Linked DNA regions of Bombyx mori: region 2 is linked to region 1. The links are chromatin contacts, called in public Hi-C maps. All regions are on one chromosome and are shown on one strand. Each heading gives the region's core, a stretch centred on a gene start, on an enhancer-like site or on the middle of the called end of the contact. The rest is flanking DNA. Distances are from core to core; before and after follow the strand shown.

Evidence for each region. A called contact is a pair of places that touch in the nucleus more often than the background predicts.
Region 2: a contact with region 1 is called in a Hi-C map of whole pupa, with 2.2 times the contacts expected there. The contact joins two enhancer-like sites. A contact is called at or near these places in 4 of 7 Hi-C or Micro-C datasets (middle silk gland, posterior silk gland and whole pupa).

What each region holds. Positions count from the first base shown.
Region 1 is chr22:2,593,948-2,601,106 of ASM3026992v2, reverse strand. No RefSeq gene overlaps it. Among protein-coding and RNA genes, the nearest start is that of LOC110384972, 10 kb to the right of the region's middle. Within about 2 kb of position 4,271, at least 2 of the 8 cell types and tissues checked have open chromatin away from gene starts, as enhancers often do.
Region 2 is chr22:2,752,116-2,759,274 of ASM3026992v2, reverse strand. It overlaps LOC101741761 (four and a half LIM domains protein 2), which reads right to left. Exons shown (of 10, transcript XM_062674867.1): 3 at 3,090-3,237; 4 at 2,736-2,952; 5 at 2,551-2,654; 6 at 2,280-2,423. Among protein-coding and RNA genes, the nearest start is that of LOC134200941, 13 kb to the left of the region's middle. Within about 2 kb of position 2,459, at least 8 of the 8 cell types and tissues checked have open chromatin away from gene starts, as enhancers often do.

The sequences.
Region 1 (7,159 bases), core at 3,022-5,521:
GGTCACGATTCTGATCTGGTAGTAGATTCTGCGAAGCACTGCTCTTGCTAGGGCTAGTGTTAGCAAATTCGTCAGGTTAGAGCCCCGTGAGCTCACCTACTCGCTCGGCGAAGTTGGGATAACCCCTCGAGGTTAGAAAAAAAAACCCATCCATTCTTAGAACGTTATAAAGTATGATACAAAAATTATCTTTGGAAAAGCATTACAGCCTACTTATTATCCACGATCTCTAAAGGTGTGTGTTTGTAAGGAAATTATCAACTACATTGTTTTTCAAAGGATCTTAATAGTAGCTTTATCTTAACCTTACTTGATGAGCTTATTTCTGATATGTAATGATAATGTATGTAGTAATGTGTAATAATGTTAAATGTAATATGTTATTATATTGTTTATTTATATTTATTTATATTTTTAGAAGCAACAGATTAAGCACTTGTTTCACCAATGCCTGCAATCGGTTCCTGTAATTTGCTAACATTAATTATCAGCTAACTGCATTGTTTTTCAAAGAATCTCAATATTTAGTAGCTTTATCTTAACCTTACTTGATGAGCTTATTTCTGATATGTAATAATATAATGTGCGTAGTAATGTGTAATAATGTTAAATTTCATAATGTAATATGTTATTATATTGTTTATTTATATTTATTTGTATTTTTAGAAGCAACAGATTAAGCACTTGTTTCAACTTTCACCAATGCTTGCAGTCTTGTAATTTGTTAACGTTAATTTTGAGATTAAAGCAAATGCTATTTGTTATGTTTTCTGCTGACGTATATGACGTATGTTGGTTACCAATACAAAAAAAAAGTTTTTTTTTAATGCGATGGCGTATAGATCTTTTTTTTTTCCTACCTAAGTTGCCTAGCCTTGAAAAGCTATGCCAGCGTAACCGAGCGAGTAGGTGAGCTCTCGGGACTCTAACACTGGCCCTAGGAAGAGCAGTGCTTCGCAGAATCTACCACCGGATCGGAAACGCGACCCACTGAGAAGAACCGGCGAGAAACTCAGTGGGCTGTGTCTTTGGGTTAGTTTATTCGCCGAACCCTTCGTCGCCAGCGGGTTCGACGAGAACGATGACCGGTGCTTGAGGTATCTAAAAACAACATTATTGGATCGGGAGAATCCGAAATGACGTATTTAAGGCAGTGTAGATCGAAGTGCTGCACAATATACCGCGCTTAGTTTTTCCAAAGAGGATTTAGCTGGTGCATTATAATTGTTATCGTATTTCAAGGCGCCGTAAACACCATTTATCACTACATTTTGAGATTCTTCGTAAATCTCTGCTGTAAACCAAGTCGTTCCTGCAATGAATGTCATAATTTAAAACATAAGATATTGGAAAGTTTCCAGAAAACTAAAAACGATTTTCCAACATGTTAGGTGAAATTTTATCAATGAAAAATAAGCTACCTATATTTAGAAAGAAACGATGATATAATTCATGTGTTATTAATAAAATATAAAACTTATTTTTTTTTGCCCAAAACGTGTGGTATATCAATAAGTTACCATAAACCTCAAACTACATAATTCTGTGTATTGGGGATAATTATTGGCACATCGATCTATTTACGATCTATCACAGTGACATAAATTTACAGCTAAAAGAATTAATCTGTATATTACAGAATAGTAAAAAATCAATGATTGTATTAATGAAATTAAAATTAATAATACAAATAAATTTTCTGAAAAATATTTCCAATTTCCAAACTTTAAGAACTTAAGTTCAATAAATTATTTTTGTTACACGACTTTGATCTGATTCACTTATTATCATTATACGTAAAAGCGATTATTAATACATTTTTTGACCGGAAACTAAGTATTATAAGTCGAATATTAATGTCGTAGGAAATAAATCGTATTGTAGTTTATTTAATATATGAAACTTGTATAGTGAATACTATGAGTGTCCGTTTTTCTTGAAAGTGACTGTACAAAGGAATGCTAGTTGTCCGGTGAGTCGGTAATCGGTGTGAAGTCCAAGTTCCAACACGCGGTGCAATACTACTGCAAACAATCCCAGTACGCGCATGATTCGAAACATTGTCAACCCTTCGCAATATGCTACATGTAGAATGAAACAGGCGTGGACTTAGGAATATGATCGACTCTGGTTTTATACGCAAAATAATATATACTTATAATAATCATATTTATCTTATCATTTGCGACGTAAAATCACCAATATTATCGATTTTATTATTTCCTAATCCAACCTTGCGAATATCAAATAAGCCTGCTACTTATGATATTTGCATAGACAATAACGATATTATGAATAATACATAGATGAAATTATTTTTAACCGACTTCAAGAGGAGGTTAACAATGGAAATCGTATTTTTTTTTAAATATAATATTAAAACAGATGGTGCTATTTGAATTTGTCGTTTTTTTTCCTACCTTTTCGCTGGTAGCCTAGGGGGCTATTTCAGCAACGCCCTGATCTTTACTGGTTTATCAGTATATCAGCCGATGACTTTTTGCAGCCGACAGATAATTTGTTTTTTATTTTACTAGATGAGTAGTTTTTTTCCCCTACCCTACGCTGATAGCTTAAGAGGCTATGCCAGCTATGCCTGAACGGGTAGGTGAGCTCACGAGCTCAACCTGAGAAAATTTGCGAACACTAGCCCTAGTAAGAGCAGTACTTCGTAGAGTCTGTCACCGGATCGGAATTGCGACCCGTTGAGAAGATCCGGCGAGAAACTCAGCGGGCTTTATCTATGGGTTAGATTGCGATGAAGAGTTCGACGGGGAAATTTGTCGTCAATTATGTTTAGTTCGTTGGAATCTATATATATAAAAATGAATTGTTGTTTGTTAGTCTCGCTAAAACTCGCTAAAACGGCTGGACCGATTCAGCTAATTTTTGTCTTGAATTATTTGTGGAAGTCCAAAGAAGGCTTAAAAGGTAAATAAATATGAAAATGCTCAGAATTAAATAAAAATAACAATTTTGTTTTTCCTTTGATGTGTCCCCCGTCCGACGGATTTCTTTTGTTTGTTTTAAATTTATTTTATACAAAAGTTTAGGTCTTTTAGGTTTTTGTTCGATTGAGGCATTACGAAGTCTACTGGGTCAGCTAGTTGACAATAAAAAAACAACCTAGCTAATCGATTTATTTAAGTAAGTTACAGAATTTTTTCCATCCAAATGTAACGAAAGTAAACAAATCACTGTTCTATTTTCATTACGTCCCTGTAGTTTATATTCAAACAGTACGCCGACGATTCATTGAAACAATTAAGAACACAAACAGATGTCCTACAAACTTGTATTGTATTTTGAAGCAGCTTCTTGTTTGTGTCACAGATCTAATAATTTAATACCATCCGTTATAATGGTAGTTTAAGCTTAATTTTTTTTTAAAGTTTGCCATTGTTGAGAGCCAAATTCTAGTGTCGATCATAGTAAGCTTTAGGTTTCAATATCTTTTTTATTTATGTTTGAATGATTACTGGTGGCCTGGAGGCCTTTCCAGTTTCACCAGGACAGGTGCCGAGCAAGGCTCAGCCAGGAGGGGTGGGATTTGCTAACAGCTGCCCGAGCGCCTCCGAAGGAGACCTAACAACCCAAGAGCAGCTGCTTCGCGAATGGTAGAGTTAACATGGTAGAGTTAACATTTTCTTTTACATTTTGACATTCAACAAGTGTGTTTTTGATGACATCCAAGTTGAAATAAATGATTTTGAATTTGAATTTGAATTTGAATGAATCTACTACCGGATCGGAATCGCGACCCGCTGAGAAGATCCGGCGAGAAACTCAGCGAGCTGATGCATGGGTTAGGTTGCGCTTTGTTTTCGAGTTCGACGAGTACGGTTACTGGTTTCAATATCTGTTTTGTGGTATATGTATGTTTACAATTATACATCGCCTGTGTACAAATGTACGGTTGTCACTGGTTTACCGTGTGTTTAGTGTGAGTTTTTTAACGTTCTCGATAGCGTAAAAGTTAACTCAAATTTGTATGGAGTTCGAACGTTTGCCTACGTTAGCCGCTAGGGGTGCTGTTCCAACTGCATACTGTGAGTTAACTTTTACGCTATCGAGGACGTTAACACTAAGCACACTGGTGGTAGGACGACTAGTGAGCCCGCGCGAGTAGGTAATGCCATCTTGCCTGTTTCTATTGCAAAGTGTACTTATACAATTGAGTTGAGTCTTCGGCTTCATATCTCAAGTTGAGTAAAGACTCACGTTGTAACGCCTATGTGCTTACTATAAGCATTGCAAGCAAGGCAGACCGTGATCTCATTTAACCATGATCACAGTTAAAAAAAACTTAATAATCTTAATGTAATTGAGCTGTATTAATGTACATATTAAAACTTACGCATAGGATATACATTGAGCTATGCAACAAGAACCCTTATAAAATTAAGATAAAAGAAACTATTGCATAATTAATTTAAATTATGGGGATGAGAATCCTGCAAGAAATATGCTTTTAGTAAATTTTACTGCCATCTATTATCGATAAAAGAACATTTTAAAGCGCCATCTGTTGTTGAATAGCAGAATTTTAGCAAACGTTTAATATTTTTAAGAGATGGCGCTGTTGGACGTTTTTGTACCTAATCGAAATAAAAAGTAGAAAATATTTTTTTTTTAAAGTGTTTAAGAAAAAAATATTTTAACGTAAAAATACGTATGCATCTAAACAATTAAACAGACCAAGCTAATAGAAGCGTGTTAAGAACCGAAATTTCTAGGTAGGTGTGATAGCTATAAATGCCAACATTAATAAATAATACACTGATCGCTTCTTCTTCTTTCTTTTTCTGTATGGAAGTTGTTTGCTTCCGACGCCATTGTTACCAATGTCGAGTTTATAAAAATACTAGCGACCCGCCCTCGCTTCGATTCGGAAACAAATTTATTATTGAGTTCTCCACTATTTAATGGATGTTATTATACATATAAACCTTCCTTTTTTTATTTTTATTTTTTTTATGATTGAAGGGTTACTGGTGGCCCGGAGGCCTTTCCAGTTTCACCAGGACAGGTGGGTGAGCAAAGGCTCAGCCAAGAGGGGTGGGATTTGCTAACAGCTACCCGAGCGCCTCCGAAGGAGACCTAACAGCTCAAGAGTAGCTGTTTCGCGAATGAATCTACTACCGGATCGGAATCGCGACCCGCTGAGAAGATCCGACGAGAAACTCAGCGAGCTGATTTATGGGTTAGGTTGCACGGCGAACTCTTTGTCGAGTTCGACGAGTACGGTTACCGAGGTCCCTAAGCCTGCTCCTAGTGTTAGAGCTGAAGGCGTCTAATGCAAAGGTTATTTATTGGATCTGATGGATCCGTAAGGACGTGGGAAGGACGTGAAACCTTCCTCTTCAATCATTCTATCTATTAAAAAAACCGCATCAAAATCCGTTGCGTAATTTTAAAGATTTAAAGCGTAGCGATTTAGTCATTATATGAATACTTTAAAGTATGAAAATTGGAGCGCAACAAAATAAAGTTGATTTATTTGAAATTTGAGATCCATTGCGATGAAGTTTAATGAAATGCGAGTCGAGATTATTAATTAATAATGGATTAATATTAAACATTAAACGAAATATTGTAAAATGGTGGAAATTCACGAAGACTTTATTGGGATTTTTGAATGAACCCGAGAGCCACGTCTAACGACTTTGTTTTACTTTCCCACACATGTACACTTTCACCAATAGTAAACGCAGACTAGGCCATCATTATTACACTTTAAGCCTGGACAAACTCTAAATAAAACGAAGTAAAACAATTCACACAAATCGGCTTTTTGCGTTACCGCCAAAAAGTCCTCGACCGCATTCAGTAGGTAACGTATAGTCATTTAAAATACATATAATCTAGGTAAAACATCAAGGCCGATCGAAAATGAAACTTGTATAAAATTGAATTCTGAAAGGTATGAATTGTAAATAACCTACTTATTCACTTCAACACAACACAAATCCATAATATTATTATTTGTCATAAATGGCCTGTATTATTTTTTATTTAACATTGAGTTTTATGTTTTGCGTATATACAAGTAGGACGACTGGCGTTTTGGTAAGGTAAAGATGCCGTATATCGATCCTGGGGTAGATTAAGTAGATTTTTAACCGTCTTCCATCGTAGAATACAATCAAACTCTCAATATATAAAATTGGTAACTTCGTTTCGAAGAATTTTAATAAGTTATGTTTGTTTGACGCCAGACAAACTATAAATAAATAATAAATAAATAATAATAATAAATATTTACTAACAATCACGCCACGTTAATTGGTCCCATGATAAGTTCGTAAAGAACTTGTGTTACAGGTACCAGATAACGAAAATAAATGTAAGATTTTTATTATACACAATATTTTAATATACATCCATAACCCTGGATTCGAACCCGCGACCCCCTTGTGTAGTGACCATGTCACTTACCACTACACCAGACGGCCGTTAGTTTACGGAACAATGATAGACAGAACATACTTTTCATTACAATTACATACTTTGACGTTGATATTATTTTATGTTGTTATCATACTCCAAATTTTACTACAGGTCAGGTAGTCGAAACGCTATTCGTGCAAGATTTACAATAAAATAACAAAACTTTACATAATAAATTATTCCTTGTGGCCGTTTTGTTCTTTTATTCAGATCCCTCTAGGCAAGGCTGAAGCAACATTTGAATTTAATAGGTAAGCGATTTCACATTCAGCCGTAAAATTTTAGGTAACGTCCTTCGGTCTTTTTTAGAAATTTTAAAAGATAGAATGGTAAGGTTAGTAGTTATAGTGTTTGTGTAAATTCAGTTAGACAATAAGGTAAGCTCTGTTATGGGTGTAATAATGAGTAATAGCGGCAAGTACCAGCAGTCTCGCAGGGCTATTCTAGTTTCATCAGGTATGTGAGTTCACGGGGCTCAGGCTGAGAAACTTTGCTAAGATCGGCACTTTTTTGTTTTTTAACTACCATCTGCCCTAGCAAAAACAGTACGTCGTTCAATCTACCACTGAAAGATCCGGTGAGAAGCTCAGTATTGTGTCTGTGGGTTACGTTCCACGTCAAAACCTTCGTCGCCTTCAACGTGTTTGACAAGAACTGTGACAGGTGTTTGGACCGCAATCGAGAATGGATCTGAAAGATAGGATTTTTT
Region 2 (7,159 bases), core at 1,210-3,709, 160 kb before region 1:
CATTCAAGTTAGGGTCGAAAGTTGAAACTTCTTTCCTTAATTGTATCCTGCTGATACGCTAAGAATAATCTACAGACATATGGACTTAAATATAAGGTTTACAATTGTATGGATAATGCCTGTTTCTGTTTCATTCATCACACGATATCCCTATCGTGCGCTCACTCACTCTGGCCGGTTCGATACGAACCAAACGAATATTGCTGATATTAACGAATCGGTACGATATGCCGATGCGCATCACATCGAGCAATATCGTGTATCGGCTGATATCGATATATAGATTTCGTGCGGGGCGATATCGGATTCAACGATATTGCTGCGATATATAGATATTGAATCTATATACGATTTATATCACCCACTCCTACTAACAAGAGATCCTACCATCAGTAAAAAAGAATACTCTATATTACGTTAAAAATGTTAATATAATTAACCCACACACCTAATATAATAATTAGTCGCTCAATCTAGAAGCTTATGGTTTTTAATTGGAATCGTTCCAAAACTAGTGAAATATCTCGCAGCGACACGGTTATTAACTACCTTCACTGTTCACTCTCCTATTTGCGTGGTCGAAATAATCTATTTTATTGCAGGTCTTCAAGCTTAAAGACAGAGACAAGACCTATCTCGATAATAATATTAAAAACGTTTTTGTGAGTGGTTGCATTTACGAAAGTTTTGTCTATAATAAATATATGTATGAACCGCCTGGTCTAAAGTGATTGACGAAGCATATAGACATCGCAACATCAATTCCGGGATCTAAATCTAAATTGTATTGTATAGCAGGTGATTTTTTTCCCTACCTAACTACTGTTAGCCAAAAGTAGCTATTCATCTAATTGCTGGGCTCGAGCTTAGAGACTTTGCTAACACTAGCCCTAACAAGAGTAGTCCTTTCCTTAGTCTTTCCTCATCGAACTCGTCGATTACGACGAAGAGTTCGACGAGTGAACTAACCCAAAGACACAGCCCACTGAGTTTCACGCCGGATCTTTTCAGTGGGTCGCGATTCCGATTCGGTGGTAGATTCTGCAGAGTACTGCTCTTGCTAGGGCTAGTGTTAGCAAATTCTCTCAGGTTGAGCCCGTGAGCTCACTGACCCGTCCGGGCGTAGCTGAAATTGCACCTTATGCTACCAACGAATAGGTAGGGAAAAATAGCTGAATCTACTACCGGATCGGAATCGCGACAGTTTAAGAAGATCTGGCGAGAAACTCAGTGGGTTATAACAGGTGTCCTATCCTACAAACGCGTGAATGTCCCGCGATCGAAATAAACAGGATTATCTTAACTAAAACTTACAGTCTACAATTGGCCGTTTTACGCGGTCTCGTTTGTATGCAGTTCCTAAATGAACTGTTTAAATAAACCAGTGTTCGTATAATCACTAAAACTGTATTACTGATTTAGTGTCTGAAACAAAATAGATTTTGTTTCTGATTTACAAGAGAAAAAAAACTTTAAAAAAAATATATGGTAATATTAAAGCTACTTAATAGATACCAAAAAAGGACAAACAGGAGAAAGTAGTTAGTAATTGTAATGCCTTTACATATTTATTCATAGAATGCTAGTATAATAATGGCGGCATGTATAATTATATATGAAATACATAAATAAATATAATAAACATTATCTTTTAATGTTGAAGTCAGTCATAATCTTTTGGCTCTAGTTTCATGTGTGTACTTTCCGAATATAAGTACAAATAAACGTTTAAGCTAACGGGCTATATAAGATTTTAACTATATATGAGTCGACTATTATCAAAGGCGGCAATCTGACTTTTGGACAATGATTGGTAAATCAGAAAAACGAATTATTGACTTTGTATTCCATTGGCAGTCACAAAACTCTTCGGAACGACATCTTAGATAAATAACAGGTTAACTATTAACCTTTATTTAATGCAGCTTTTGAACCGTATTCTTTGAAGGAGACGATTATATTCAAATAAATCTGTATTGACATATCAATAAAAAAAATTTGTCCAAATGTACAGATTGCCACCTTTGATAATAGACGACTCATATGTAGGAATACATTGGTGCAGTTTTATTAAATTATTATACATAGACAACACAAAGTGAACATCATCAACCATCATAAAACATGAGGTCGGAGTCTCGATTCTGTTGGCTCTCCTTGCAAAATATATGACTAATTTGAGGCAGAAATCAGCAGGTGCCTATCTATGTTGGTTCACAATACTACTTTAACTACAATAAGTGCGCGACATGCGACCTCATCTAGCTGTCTCGACTTACCTCATCGCAAGCATGACACCGAGGCTTCAACTTCTCGGAGTAGTGTCGAACGCAGTACAATCGTCCGTCTAAATTGCAATAAGCTAGTTCGACTAGCAATTCATCGCATTCCGAGCAAGAAAAGCACGCCGGGTGGAAAAACGCCTGCAACAAAACCCAGATAATAATCTTTAAATTCGCGCCATCTAGCGGCGACAGTGAAAAACACGATTTGATTTAGGTTTGTAATACATTTTTAATTTTGATTACATGAAAGTTTGAATTTACTTACGTCTTCTCCTATTCTAGGTGCAAGAATAGTAATGCTGCCGCTTCTGATCGACTTATTGCAGCCAATGCATTCCAGCGGAGATCCATGATGTTGACTAGCGATACCTAAAAACGTAATTCAATATTTTAGAATAGTAAGTAGACTACTTGACAATAGATGGAGATGCTTAAATGATATTTTGGTACCGATATCAAGAGCAATTTCATTCCTGGCGGCGACGAAATCTTCATATTGCTTGCGGTGGCCTTCGTCGATGTGCTTGCAATGATCCAATGTAAGATCCTGCTTTGGTAATTGGGAAGCTAAGGCCCTAGTACGCCAAGCACGCCACGCCGCCTGACCAGTGGCGCCACCTGTACTAGTAGGAGTACGCTCAGCGAGCGACTGCCAGTACAGCTCGGTCTAAGATACGAAAAAAAAAATTGATTAGGTATTCCGAATTCATAATCGTCGTCAATGTTGAGAATTTAGGTCTAACCTATTTATGGTTCTACTACTTGTCACAAGATGTCGCTGTACAGTATTTAGTGTTCATTTACCTGCTTAGCGGTGAGTCCGGGCGGACTGTCATAGGAGTGATGGTTGACTCTAGAGTCGCGGAGTCCGAGTCGGTCTCGAACCGAGCCCAGTTCTTCATGGTACACCGAATGCTTCAATCGATCACACCCGCATGACTTGCAGGTCTTTCTGTTAACAACAGAAACACTTTATGTTAATAATGTAATTAATTTAACATTATCTAGGCAGGCAGTGTTTTAGCTGCCGCTAAATACTTCAGTTAATACTTATACAAAACGGATGTAATATTTAAAAACACATTTAAATAAGGAATATCAAATACATTCAACTATGATCCAATTCTGGTGTGGATAAAATTTTGCTTTGCAAAAACCTTCTTATTACATATGAGTCGACTATTATCAAAGCCGGCAATGTGACTTTTGGACAATTATTGGTAAATTAGAAAAACGAATTATTGACTTTGTATTCCATTGGCAGTCACAAAACTCTTCTGAACGACATCTTAGATAAATAACAGGTTAAGTATTAACCTTTATTTAATGCAGGTTTTGAACCGTATTCTTTGAAGGAGACGATTATATTCAAATCAATCTGTATTGACATATCAATAAAAAAATTTTGTCCAAATGCACAGATTGCCACCTTTGATAATAGACGACTCATATGTAGCAGGCGACCATCATACAATAGAAGATATTTGACAGATGCCTGAATCTCGCTTACGACATTTTCAACATAAGCGCGCACATAAGCATATGCATACAAGTTCCGAACAACAACATTCGGACCGTCGGTCTACCGAGCAATATCACCCGCGCGGTGGAAGATTTTCCCTTTGTCATATATCTATCCGCACTTAATATGCATTCAACGATGTAAAAACATTACTTTTAATCAAAAAAATTTAGGAATCGTGTGGAAAGATTGAAGTCTACCGATTAGGCGGTTTAAGAACAATTTCTAAGCCGAAAAAATTAGAATGTGCATATTAAAATAGAACTAACTACCAGGGCGAACACTTCGAGTGAGAAGCGACTAATGAAGTTTTATCGTCGACAAGAATGATAAAATATTGGTGATAGCGTGCATGTCGTTGACTGAGTTTTTTTTGTATTTTCCTGAACGAATCCCGAGTTTGAATGGGAATGAGAGGATCTATATATTAATACGTGAAGCAAAAACTTTGTAACCATTTTTACGAAAATTGCCCGGACGGATGAGTATGAAATTTCCTATACCTATAGAGAATACAGAGTAGAAGTGCAGAATGCTAATATTTTTTTGTAAATTATGAATAAAAAACACATTAAATCAATATTACATACACTACCATGTATTTGACACAACACATACATCAAAATATACTCTTTGTTTACTGTCAATTGGGAAACTTTTGTTATTGTTTAAAGCCTGTGGTCGAATTGAAAATAGATTAATATTGTTTGCCTTTAATATTATTGATCGATAGTGCAGTTTTGGCGAATACTGTGATTGTATTATCGAATTATAATAGTGTTTTACAGTAGAACTATAATAATGTTAACAGAACTATAATAATGTTACTAAAATAATTCATTATAGTCGAATTTCGACTACTGCGGGGCCAGTAGTAATCATTATTTCAAAGACTCGTATGTGTGTTTTGTTTCGGGGTTGGACGCCTCGTTCTAATTTTTTTAAGCTATTCTAGTAACCTCGAGGAGTTATTCTAGATTCACCGAACTTGTAGGTGAGCCCACGGGGCTCAAATCGAGGGGTGAAAGATTTAAGCGACATTTATACAATTTTATAGGAGAGCCATTTAAAATTTGAAAATAATATAATTACAATAAAACTTCTTCACCTTTTTAAATGGGGTAAATTTAATTGAAGTTCAATTAAAAACATTGAATTGTTGATGCTAATACCAAATAAAGCGGACCATTAATTACAAAGATAAATACACCGGTCACCGTTCTCGTCGAACCCGTCGCCTGCGACGAAGGGCTCGACGAGTAAATTAACCCTCAGACACAGCCCACTGAGTTGCTCACCGGATCTTCTCAGTGGGTCGCGTTTCCGATCCGGTGGTAGATTCTGCGAAGCACGGCTCTTGCTAGGGTTCGTGTTAGCGACGTCGTCGGGTTTGAGCCCCGTGAGCTCACCTACTAGTTATGGTTCCGCTGAAATAGCCTCTCAAGGATATCAGCTTAGGTAGGAAAAAAAAAGATAGCTGTCGCGTATTAAATTAAATGTCGCTTAAACCCAATAGCCTTTCACCCCTCGATATGAGCGGCTAAAACAAATACATCCGACATATGTTGGTACAACAATTAATCGACTTTAAAATTATCCTGGCCTCAAGGATCGGACCGACGACCCGAGACGATACAGATGCGTCTTATTAAAATGCTAAATGGATGCAACGTAATTGCATTAATAACGATCGTTTCAGAGCACAAAGCGAATTGAATGCTTAAACAATCACTTTCGGGCACATCACACACGAAATTAATGATTGGCAAAATAATATTTCTCACTCCTTATCATATGCGAAGAAAACACTAATAGTTAAAGATGGTTTTTTTCACACAACAGAGTATTATGTACACTCACGCACGCACACACGCGCACAGAGGAAGTGTGAAAGTAGCCGCCCCGGTAATTAACAAATGAAAGAGCGGACGGTTAGCGTATGATGCGTAGAGAGAAGATGCATGTGACTAGGAGATGTATGGAAATGGTAGTGCAAGGTAGAGCCGGAAGAGGTCGACCGAAGAAGACATGGATGGAGTGTGTGAATGACGATATGAGAGAGAGAGAGGAGTGAGTGTTGAGCTGACGGCTGATAGAAAAGAAAGGAATAGAAAAATTTACTACGCCGACCCCATTTAGTGGGATAAGGTGAAGAAAACGAAGAAGACAGAGAGTACTATGTACAGAGCAGACTTTTTTATTATTTTTTATTAGCCCGCGCCAGAGCGAGACAGACTTCGTCACACTCCTCGCGATTTTTTCACACAAACACACAGAAATCATTTGCCACACATTAGGGTTGCGGATTACCATTTATTATATCAGTCTCCTGTCCTCCCTACCTCATTTTTTGTTATTTCAGACGTATAACACGCTTCGTAAGTTATTTATGATACATCCTCATTACGTTTCATTACCAAATCAATCTTCTGTACTTCAATTACTCAGACACACAACTGATGACACATTTCCTATTGAATAAACTGTTTTATGGTTAACAGTATATTGACGTTTTAGTCTGGGTCTGGAATGCATTCCATTCGATTTCGCAGCGCCGTGTGATGGCTTTTTTAATCATCTTTTTCAAGGGGTTGCAAGAGCAAGAATGGCGGTAGCGACTTGACCTTCTCTTAGCATTGCTGTTATCCACGAGTGATTACAGTTACGAGACATTTTCATCATTAGTTTTACGATGCATCAATAAAGAATACTGAAATCTTCGTGGCCTAAAGGATAAGTCGCCTTATGCCGGTATTTGAATCTCGTAGGCATGTACCAATGTTTTTAATGAAATACATACCTCACGACAGTTCACAAATTACTTCCTCAATTAAGGAGTAATATCGAGCAATAAAAATCAAACCCGCAAAAGTTATGATTTGCGTAAGTATTGGTGGTAGCGGGTATGGTCAGACCGCATTGATAAATACCACCACTCCGCCTACTTCTGCAACGAAGAAGTAATGCGTTCCGGTTTGTAGAGTCGAAGGTAGCCGTTGTACTACAGAATTGACACATGCTTCAATCTGGGTGGCGGTATTTATATTGTTGTGTCTGTGTTTATGGCTCCGGTAATTATCCCTGGATAGTTAGCTCCATCACTCGTCTGAGTAATAAAAAAAGTTGTTTAAATAAAAAAAAGATGCCGGATGACGATCACGACCGCTCTGACCAGAGTGATACAACAAAGAAATTCATGTAGATTTTGTGACTTTTTTTTATTGCTTAGATGGGTGGACGAGCTTACAGCCCACCTGGTGTTAAGTGGTTACTGGAGCCCATAGACATCTACAACGTAAATGCACCACCCACCTTGAGATATCAGTTCTAAGGTCTCAAGTATAGTTACAAC